Linked DNA regions of Triticum aestivum: region 2 is linked to region 1. Evidence: chromatin contacts called from public Hi-C data. All regions are on one chromosome and are shown on one strand. Each heading gives the region's core, a stretch centred on a gene start, on an enhancer-like site or on the middle of the called end of the contact. The rest is flanking DNA. Distances are from core to core; before and after follow the strand shown. Region 1 holds the start of LOC123158361 (far upstream element-binding protein 1). Region 2 holds the start of LOC123156024 (glycosyltransferase BC10).

Region 1 (4,555 bases), core at 594-3,093:
TTTTTTTGCGACAACACTAGATTCGATATCACTACGTTTATCACAGGGGCATAAGCATCATGAAGGTAATCACAGCACAAATGTACATATGGACAATAGACAGAATGAAGCATTACTGAGTTGATCACTGCACGGATGAATGATAAAAGGCATAAAGCAGGATCACAACAGCCTCGAGCATGAGAGGCTTCATCACAGCAATAATGGAACAAAAAAGCACAAAGCAGGGTCACATCACCTGACTCATAGCTTGCTTAATCAACTCTTTTGCAGCTTCTATCTGCTTCTTATTGCCAGTAACACGTACAGTCCTTTCAGTCAGTGTAGTACCCGCCGGAGGATGTTGAGGAATTAACTACATTAACATTCACCGCCGCCCTCAAGCCTCAGTTAACATAAGCTATAGTTGTTTAAAAATGCCAACATAACATGCAAATTATCTACCTGGATTCGAGCACCAGATCGGGTTTGCAGGTTTTTAATTGTCTCACCTCCTTTTCCAATAATTAAACCAACCTAAGAAATAGATTAAGATCAGAAAAGAGTTAGGCAAACAAAACAGTTGGATTCATCACCAACACTGAAAACTAACCTTATTATCAGGGACTAGCATCTCAAACTGCTCTGAACCTGACTGACCAGATCCGAAACCTTTGGCTATCAAGGCAGGGGAACCGCCAGCCTCAGCCTGGAATATATGCATTGGAAAGAGCCTTAGAGATGTAACTTTTACCAATATAAGTTCAGCAAACGTGAACTACTTCAAACCTCTGAGGAAGTTGATACATTTAGCATACCTCGGCTATAACACTCTTAATAAGCTGCTCAGCCTTGTCAATACTCTCATTAGTTCCAACCAATTCGACTGGACGAGTCGTGGCATCTGAAGGAACATCTGCATCCTTTGTGATTTGGATCTTCGCGCCTGAGCTCATTTGCAGGTTTCTGATTGTTTCACCCGCTTTTCCTATTAGAACACCGACCTGCATGAATTTCCACCATCAGCATAAGCAAATTATGTGTGTAAATCAATAGTACACACGAATTTATGTGCTTGATGCAACACTGGCCTCCAAAAAACAGATTTAATCTAAGCCAATGGTCATACCTTGGTATTGGGCACATCAATTAGGCGGGTAGTCTCCTGCAGGGCACCGGTTGCATCGCCTTCTTGATGTTGTGGTGGTGCTTCAGTTGCAGTCTCCTGAGGCTTGACCTCAGAACTTGTCTGCAGATCGCCGGCAGGAGCAGCCTCGGCATTCTGGGCATCTGCCGCCCCCTCGGTAATCACAGCGACTGGCTCCTGGGGCTCGGAGGACTCACTGTTTTGCACGGCATCTGATCCCAACAGAGATAACGAACGGATCAGACGGATTACGATCCAAGCTTAAGACGAAACCGACCATGTTTGACACGCCAGAATCGTCGCCGAGACAGTAAACCCTAGGTAGAACGCACAGGTGAATAGAGAGGGGGTGGGGCGCGAGAGAGATCAACCTGCGCCGTTGCCTTCCACGCGCGGTCGCTTGGCGTCCTCCCCAGCGCCGTTGGCCTCCGCGCCCGCGTCGACCTCCTCGAGCTTCCTCTTGTGGTCGCCTTCGGCCTCGGCAACCTCTGATGGCGCCTCTTCCTGCGTGGGGGCGGCTGCCGAAGGGTCAGATGCAGCGTCTTCCTGCACGGCGTCGGTGAGGTCTACGACTGGAATCTTCATCTCGGTCGCTACCTCTGGCGGCGGCGCCGATGCGTCGGAGTCCGCCATGGGGATTAGGGTTTGAGGGTTTTCGCCTCCGGTTTTCGTACGGGGGGCTGGAGGCGCCTGTGGGGATATGCGAGAGAAGGAGCCCGTGTCCCGACCTGTCTTGGTTATATAAAAGCGTGGTCGGAAGCGTATTTTACTTTTAAGCTCGAGATATTACGTGCGCCATGGATGGACACGTATTTGAGTTATAGTTCGCAGGTTTTTTCTTTTTTCTTTTTTGAGGGGAAAGTCAGTTCGCAAGTTGTGAGTAGATGATTGTAAATAAGTACTCCCTCCGTTCCTAAATATAAGTCTTTGTAGGGATTCCATTAGGTGAACTACATACGGAGCAAAATGAGTGAATCTAAATTTAAAATGTATCTATATACATTCGTACGTGGTTTATAGTGGAATCTCTACAAAGACTTACATTTAGGAACGGAGGGAGTATAAAGGATTCCGCGAGCACGCTATAAATGAAAAATGTAATTGAAAAAACATAGCACTTTTTGCTTTTTTTTTTGCACTTCTATATGTTTTTCACTCTTATTGTGATGGTTCAGCATTGCCTTGAAGTGTCATCAATAAAAAGATATAAACTTGGGACATGTTTGGTGTTTGGTAACCTGTATTTGCCTCTTTGCATATTGAAAGTGCAACTAATCCCTGGGTGAATTTAGTAATTCTTAACAACATATAGCTCATTGAACTAATACTCTTTTGAGATAATCATTTCAGAAAGTTTAATGATTGATATGGCATGGACTAGAGATATGAACCCTTCAAAATGCTAAGGACACATATTGGCAAAAATTCAAGACTCTACATTTTCATTTTTAGTGATCCAAGATCACATTGAGTCCATAGAAAAAGTCAATACTATTAAAAGGGAATGGGGTGTTGCTTAATGGCTTGTTTGCTCAAAATACTTAGTGATATGCTCCAAAAGCCCCTACCCACTTTCTCATTTCCACATTTGTCCTAAACCTAAAGTCAAACTCGGCCCCACCGATTTGATACATTCGGCGCCACCGAGTTCATTTGACATAGCCATAGCCAGAAACCCTAATCAGTTCGAACTCAACGATAGGAATCTCGGTCTTACCGAGATGGGATTGCAAACTCTCTATTTCTCTTCGTAACGTTTCGGTCTAACTGGGATGAGCGATCGGTCCCACCGAGTTCGCAATGCAAACTCTCTGTTTTCTTTTCGTAATGTTTCGGTCTCACCGAAATGAGCGATTGGTCCCACCAAGTTTGCCTGACCAACTCTCTGTTTGCCTATTACTAAAATTGGTCCCACCGAGTTCATGTGATCGGTCTCACCGAGATCAAGTTATGCCCTAACCCTAACATATCGATCCCACCGAGTTGATCAGGTCGGTCCCACCGAAAAGCCTAACGTTCACATTTTGAACTAAATCAGTCTGATCGAGTTTCATTATTCGGTCCCCACCGAGTTTGATAAATTGTGTGTAACGGTTAGATTTTGTATGGAGGTTATATATACCCCTCCACCTTTCCTACATTCATGGAGGGAGCTATCAGAATGTGCCTACACTTCCAGCATTCATTTTCTGAGAGAGAACCACCTACTCATGTGTTGAGACCAAGATATTCCAGTCCAACCACAAGAATCTTGATCTCTAGTCTTACCCAAGTTATTTTCCACTCAAATCGTCTTTCCACCATATCCAAATCTGAGAGAGAGAGAGAGTTGAGTGTTGGGGAGACTATCATTTGAAGCACAAGAGCAAACAGTTCATCATCAACACACCATCTATTACCTTTTGGAGAGTAGTGTCTCCTAGATTGGTTAGATGTCACTTGGGAGCCTCCGTCGAGATTGTGGAGTCGAACCAAGGGGTTTGTAAGGGCAAGGAGATCGCCTACTTCATGAAGATCTACCCAAGTGAGGCAAGTGGACTCGCGCAACCGTTACCCTTCATGGGTTGAAGTCTCCATCAACGTGGATGTACGATAGCACCATCTATCGGAATCACGCCAAAAATCTCCGTGTCCATGTTGCCTTTGCTCCCTCCAAACTCCTCTCCTTTTACCTTCATATGCAATGATTTACATTCCGCTGCTATACTCTTAGAATTGCATGTGTAGGTCGATTGCTTGACTTGTGTTAAGTTGCTAAAATCTGCCAAGACTTAAAATTGGGAAAAGGCTAGATTTTTATTTGGTCAAGTAGTCTAATCACCTCCTCTCTAGACATACTTTTGATCCTACAATTGGTATCTGAGCTTTGATCTCCATTTGCCTTGATTTTCATAGCTTTGGTGATCATAGCCTTAGTTTCACAACCTAGGAGAGTATGGCGTCTAGCGAGGAAAATTACCACCGTAGAGGTCTTTACTTTGATGATTTTGCTAGTTGGAAGCATAAGATGAAAATGCATATTCTTGGACATAACCCCGTAGTTTGGGCTATTGTGTGTATTGGCTTGCAAGGTGAATTCTTCGATGGGAGAGAACCAAATCATGAAGCTACCGCAGAAGAATTGAAGATGCTGCAATACAATGCTCAAACTTGCGATATCCTCTTCAATGGATTATGCCCCCAAGAATTCAATAAAATCAGCCATCTTGAGAATGCAAAGGAAATTTGGGATACTTTGATCGATATGCACGAATGTACCAACTCCGTCAAGGAATCCAAGTTGGATGTGCTTCAAAGTCAACTTGACAAGTTCAAAATGAAGGATGGTGAAGGTGTCGCTGAAATGTACTCTAGGCTTGCTCTCATCTGAAATGAGATTGCCGCCTTAGGAAGTGAAGAGATGGCCGACAGATTTATCATCAAGAAGAT
Region 2 (4,470 bases), core at 149-2,648, 320 kb after region 1:
GATCAATATCGGGTACATGGTGACCTTCAAGTTGCTAACTCCCAACACGCTCAAGGCCATCGTCTTCAACGACGACGACATTGAAGTGGTAACCAAGTGCTGGAGGCACGACGACGCCTTCCCCATGAATGTCTAGGACAACTCTTCCTTGCTCCAGCTAGTTTAGTATCGACTATATCGTGCTGCTTTGCTTGAAGACTGCTATGTTTAAGTGCGGTACTATGTTTAAAACTGCTTGCTATTATTTAGAACTATGTTAATATGCTATCTTTTGCGTGTATTTGGGTTGTTGTACACGCCCATGTGTGCTAGTAATCTCACCGCCTTGGCGAAGAGGTTAGAAGACAACACGCGGTTGCATGAAACCAAACACCATGCCTTGTTTTTCCGACAAACAAGCGGCCAACCAAAAGGGTATGCTGATAACCAATCTAGGTGGAGATGTTGATTTTTTGCCTGACCAAAGCTTGTGTTTGGTTGCTGGTAACAAGTTACTCGAGAGTTGAGATGGGCTCGTCCACCATGCACAATGATGCGAGAGTGTGAGTGTTCAGTAGAATGATTGGATGACACGTATAGTTCCCCATTTTTAAGCTAGCCTGGGAAGGACATAGCGTACAGGCTCATTTTATTCCTGATGAAGCCAAACGGGCAACTGATGATGATGATTAGTAGGATGCCTTGCACCCACCGATACGTAGGATTCATGCAGTATCCAACAGTGATGGGGCTGTCTCCAAGTAGAATATGCATTCTTTGGGTTGGGAGGCGGAATAGATTAAGATAGCTAGGTAGCATCCGATCCGCAACGACCGAGCACATGCGTCGTCCCGCCTCCGCCTCACGAACTGCACTGGAGTGGCGCTGGCTGTAGGCTGCCCTCGAACCGCACCGCACCGCACCGCACCGGCACCACCCCACTCATCCAAACCAACCAACGGCACAGAAACGAACCGGCAGGCAGCCGCTACGGCCACCCTCGCCCTGCGCCCCCGTTCACCACCACCATCACGTGTCCTCTTGTTCTGCGACTGACGTGCGGCCCACCACGCGCCCACGCGGCAGTGCCCCCAGCGCGTGCGACCACGTCGCTGGCCGACCGTCCGTCCGCCCGTTCCAGGCCGCCAAAAGCAACTTTTACCACTCACCGCGCGCGCCGCTGACGAGGTGGGCCGCGACGACGCGTGAACCGGCCCGTCACCGGGGCCCACCCGTCAGACACACCTAGTACTCCGAGTTACGAGTCACCCCGGCGCCGCTTCCGCGACCGTGGGCCCGCGTCTTCCAGACCGTTTCTTCCCACCCAAATCAATTATTAAGTTACTCCTAATATATAACCTCTCTCGTTTCAGTCATTTATTTTTAGGAGAAATAAGATCATCGATCAATTACTCCCCCCCGCGCCCTTGGCCTTGGCCTCTTCTTCTCGCCGTCCGCGACGACCACTCGGAGAAGAAGAAGACGAGGAGGGGGAGGAAGCCAGCTCCCATAAATACCCACCTCCACCTCCAGCTCCGTCCCCGAGTCGAGTCGAGTCGCGAGCGGAGCTGGATCGGAATCGACAGCGACCTCCCCCTCCTCCGCCACGCGTATTTCCTCCTCCTCCTCCTCCTTACCCACTAAGAAACACGGAAAGAAAGATTGCCAGCCTCCTCCTTGCCGTGTTTCCTCCCGTCGCCGCTATAAAGGCCCTCGTCGCGAGCCTTTCCGCGTGCCGTGTCCACCCTTGGCCTTTTCCGCGCGGATCCACCCGGCCCGGTTAGGATTTCCCGTGCCGCCAGATCGGGGCTCCCCCCTGCGGATTCCGGCGCCGAAAAGGCCCCATCTTGCTCGCTCGGCCGATCTCGCCGCCGGCGGAACGGTTGGCCCGCGCCCGATTTGATCCTCGGCCTGCTCCCCGCCGGCCGTCGCGATGTGGGGGGACTCGAAGCCGATGCTCAAGTCCCGCGGCGGGGGCGGGGGCGGCGGCGGCGCCGACGAGGAGGGCGACTACTTCCCCAACACGCCGCGCAAGGACTGGTCCACGGGCCTGCTCAAGCTCGTCACCGCCATGGTCATCTTCATGGCCGGCGTCGTCATCGGCCTCTCCGTCAGCGCCAACGTCTCCCGCTACTACTACAACTCCCACACCGAGCTCTTCTTCCCCACCGCCACCTACAGCTCCTGCGACCGCCGCGGTGCCACGGGCGACTGCGGCCCGGGCTTCAAGGCCTTCGTGCACCCGCCCACCCTCGCGCACTCCATGACCGACGACGAGCTCTTCTGGCGCGCCACCCTCGTGCCCACCGCCGAGGAGTTCCCCTTCCAGCGGGTCCCCAAGGTCGCCTTCCTCTTCATGACCCGCGGACCGCTCCCCTTCGCCCCGCTCTGGGAGCGCTTCTTCCACGGGCACCAGGGCCTCTTCTCCGTCTACCTCCACACCATCCCGGACTACAAGCTCAACGTCTCCAAGACATCCCCATTCTACGGCCGCCAGATCCCCAGCGAGGTACCATAATCATTCTCCTCACACTCTCTTCTTTCCTTCATAATAATTTACCTGAACTTCATAACTCGTAAGTCGTAAAAATTGCAGTCACCGAATCATGGCACAATTAGATTGTTAATTAGTTGAACTGCTTGCGAAAAATTGTGGCTGATTGATTCGTTAGCTGGTGCCTTGGTGGAATGAGTCGGACAACCGTTGTCGCGCTAGTTGGTGGTTGCCATGTGCTCAACTTGATTCATGATTGGGATATGTGTATGTATTTGCTCTAGCCTCTAGGGGAATATGCTTGCTTGACCCCATGCCAGGATGGTGGGTAAACTACTCGATGGATTCTCCAACTAGTGGTGCTCACGAATGTTGCTAATATTGTGATCTAGAGATGCTTAATCTACAATATTCTGCTTCAATTTACCCACTAAATAATTAGTCATGGATGTCTTATGGTTGGGACTTTGTTTATTTGTGTACTCTGCTTTTCTTCTTTTATGTTTAATAATTGGGCTAAAGTGTCAACCTCAAATATCGATGCGATGTTTGCATTCTTTCAGTATTTAACAGTGTGAGTGCCCTCCATGTGCGGTTCTGGGACCCTGATCAACGGCTAGTTTTGATAACATATTCTGATCCTTGTTTATTGCCAATGCAGGAAGTGTCTTGGGGATCAATAACCCTGGTTGATGCTGAGAAGCGCTTGCTGGCCAACGCGTTGTTGGATTTCTCGAACGAGCGTTTTGTTCTGCTCTCGGAGAGCTGCATTCCGGTGTTCAACTTCCCAACCGTCTACGAGTACCTCATAAACTCGGAGCAGAGCTTCGTCGAGTCCTACAACATCGACACCCCTCAAAGCGCTGGCCGCTACAACCGTCGAATGGCACCTCACATCTTGCCGGAACAATGGAGGAAAGGGTCAGAGTGGTTTGAGCTTAACCGGGAGCTGGCCGTGCGTGTCGTAGCGGACTACAAGTACTACTCGATCTTCCGGAAGCATTGCAGACCATCTTGCTACCCGGACGAGCATTACATACCGACCTATCTTCATCTGTTCCACGGGTCGCTCAACGCCAACAGGACCATCACATGGGTTGATTGGTCAAGAGGAGGCCCGCATCCAGCAAGATACGGTGCTGGAAACATCAATGTAGATTTCATCAAGGCCATCAGGAACAATGGTACGCAGTGCCTCTACAACTCGAAGCACACTTCTGTGTGCTACCTCTTTGCTAGGAAGTTTGCTCCCAGTGCTTTGGGGCCATTGATGAATCTCACTTCGACGGTGTTGGACTTTTGAGCTCGGCTTCCCATCGGCATTATATTATCGAGCTATCTCCATCGACGATCACTTGCTCGCGTGCCGGTACCGGTCAGGTGGTAGAGGTACTCTGCTAGCTCAGGGACATGTGTCTCTTCTTAGATAGATGAGAGACTGCTGTCGAGACGCTTGGCTGGCGGATGACGCTGTGTGGGACGGTGAAATTTACTTCACTTATCCTGAAGCTGATTCCCGAGTAATGGACGAATGGCACTACAAGATCCAGAGAGGACATTTTCACCCCCCATTCTTTTTAATATATCATAGCTCTGTGATAGATCTTTTTTCTCTTTTCTTCTGCCCCCATATCACTTATTGTAATGACTTGGTCAGGATGCTAATTTTATGTGAATATAACTTGCTCAATCATTGTTTGGCTTGGCTTGGCTTGGCTTCAAGTCTGGCGTTGCCAGATGGAGTTGCGCACTTGATACATAGCCACATCCTCGAAACCTTGAAGCAACAGCTTGCCATTGGTGGTTGTGACTTGTGAGGATGCTCTGCTCTGGTCCATGAGATGAAAGCTAGTGTAGATAGAGAAGTTTGTGGATGTAGGCAGAATATGCCACCTTCTTGTGGCACTGTCTCCACAAGAAAGGAAGAAAAGCTGGTTCTTTTTGAAAGGCACACATGAGTAGGCCATCTATGTTGCTACAAATTCTTGGACTTGCTG

Evidence for each region. A called contact is a pair of places that touch in the nucleus more often than the background predicts.
Region 2: a contact with region 1 is called in a Hi-C map of leaf, with 5 times the contacts expected there. The contact joins the promoter of LOC123156024 here to the promoter of LOC123158361 in region 1. A contact is called at or near these places in 2 of 5 Hi-C or Micro-C datasets (both in leaf).

Annotation. Positions count from the first base shown.
Region 1 is chr7B:417,988,652-417,993,206 of IWGSC CS RefSeq v2.1, forward strand. LOC123158361 (far upstream element-binding protein 1) reads right to left here and starts at 1,844. Exons shown (of 7, transcript XM_044576385.1): 1 at 1,498-1,844; 2 at 1,109-1,338; 3 at 798-983; 4 at 593-688; 5 at 445-516; 6 at 239-355. The coding sequence starts at 1,759.
Region 2 is chr7B:418,305,870-418,310,339 of IWGSC CS RefSeq v2.1, forward strand. It overlaps LOC123156024 (glycosyltransferase BC10), which reads left to right and starts at 1,399. Exons shown (of 2, transcript XM_044574189.1): 1 at 1,399-2,488; 2 at 3,135-4,163. The coding sequence starts at 1,913. The coding sequence ends at 3,776.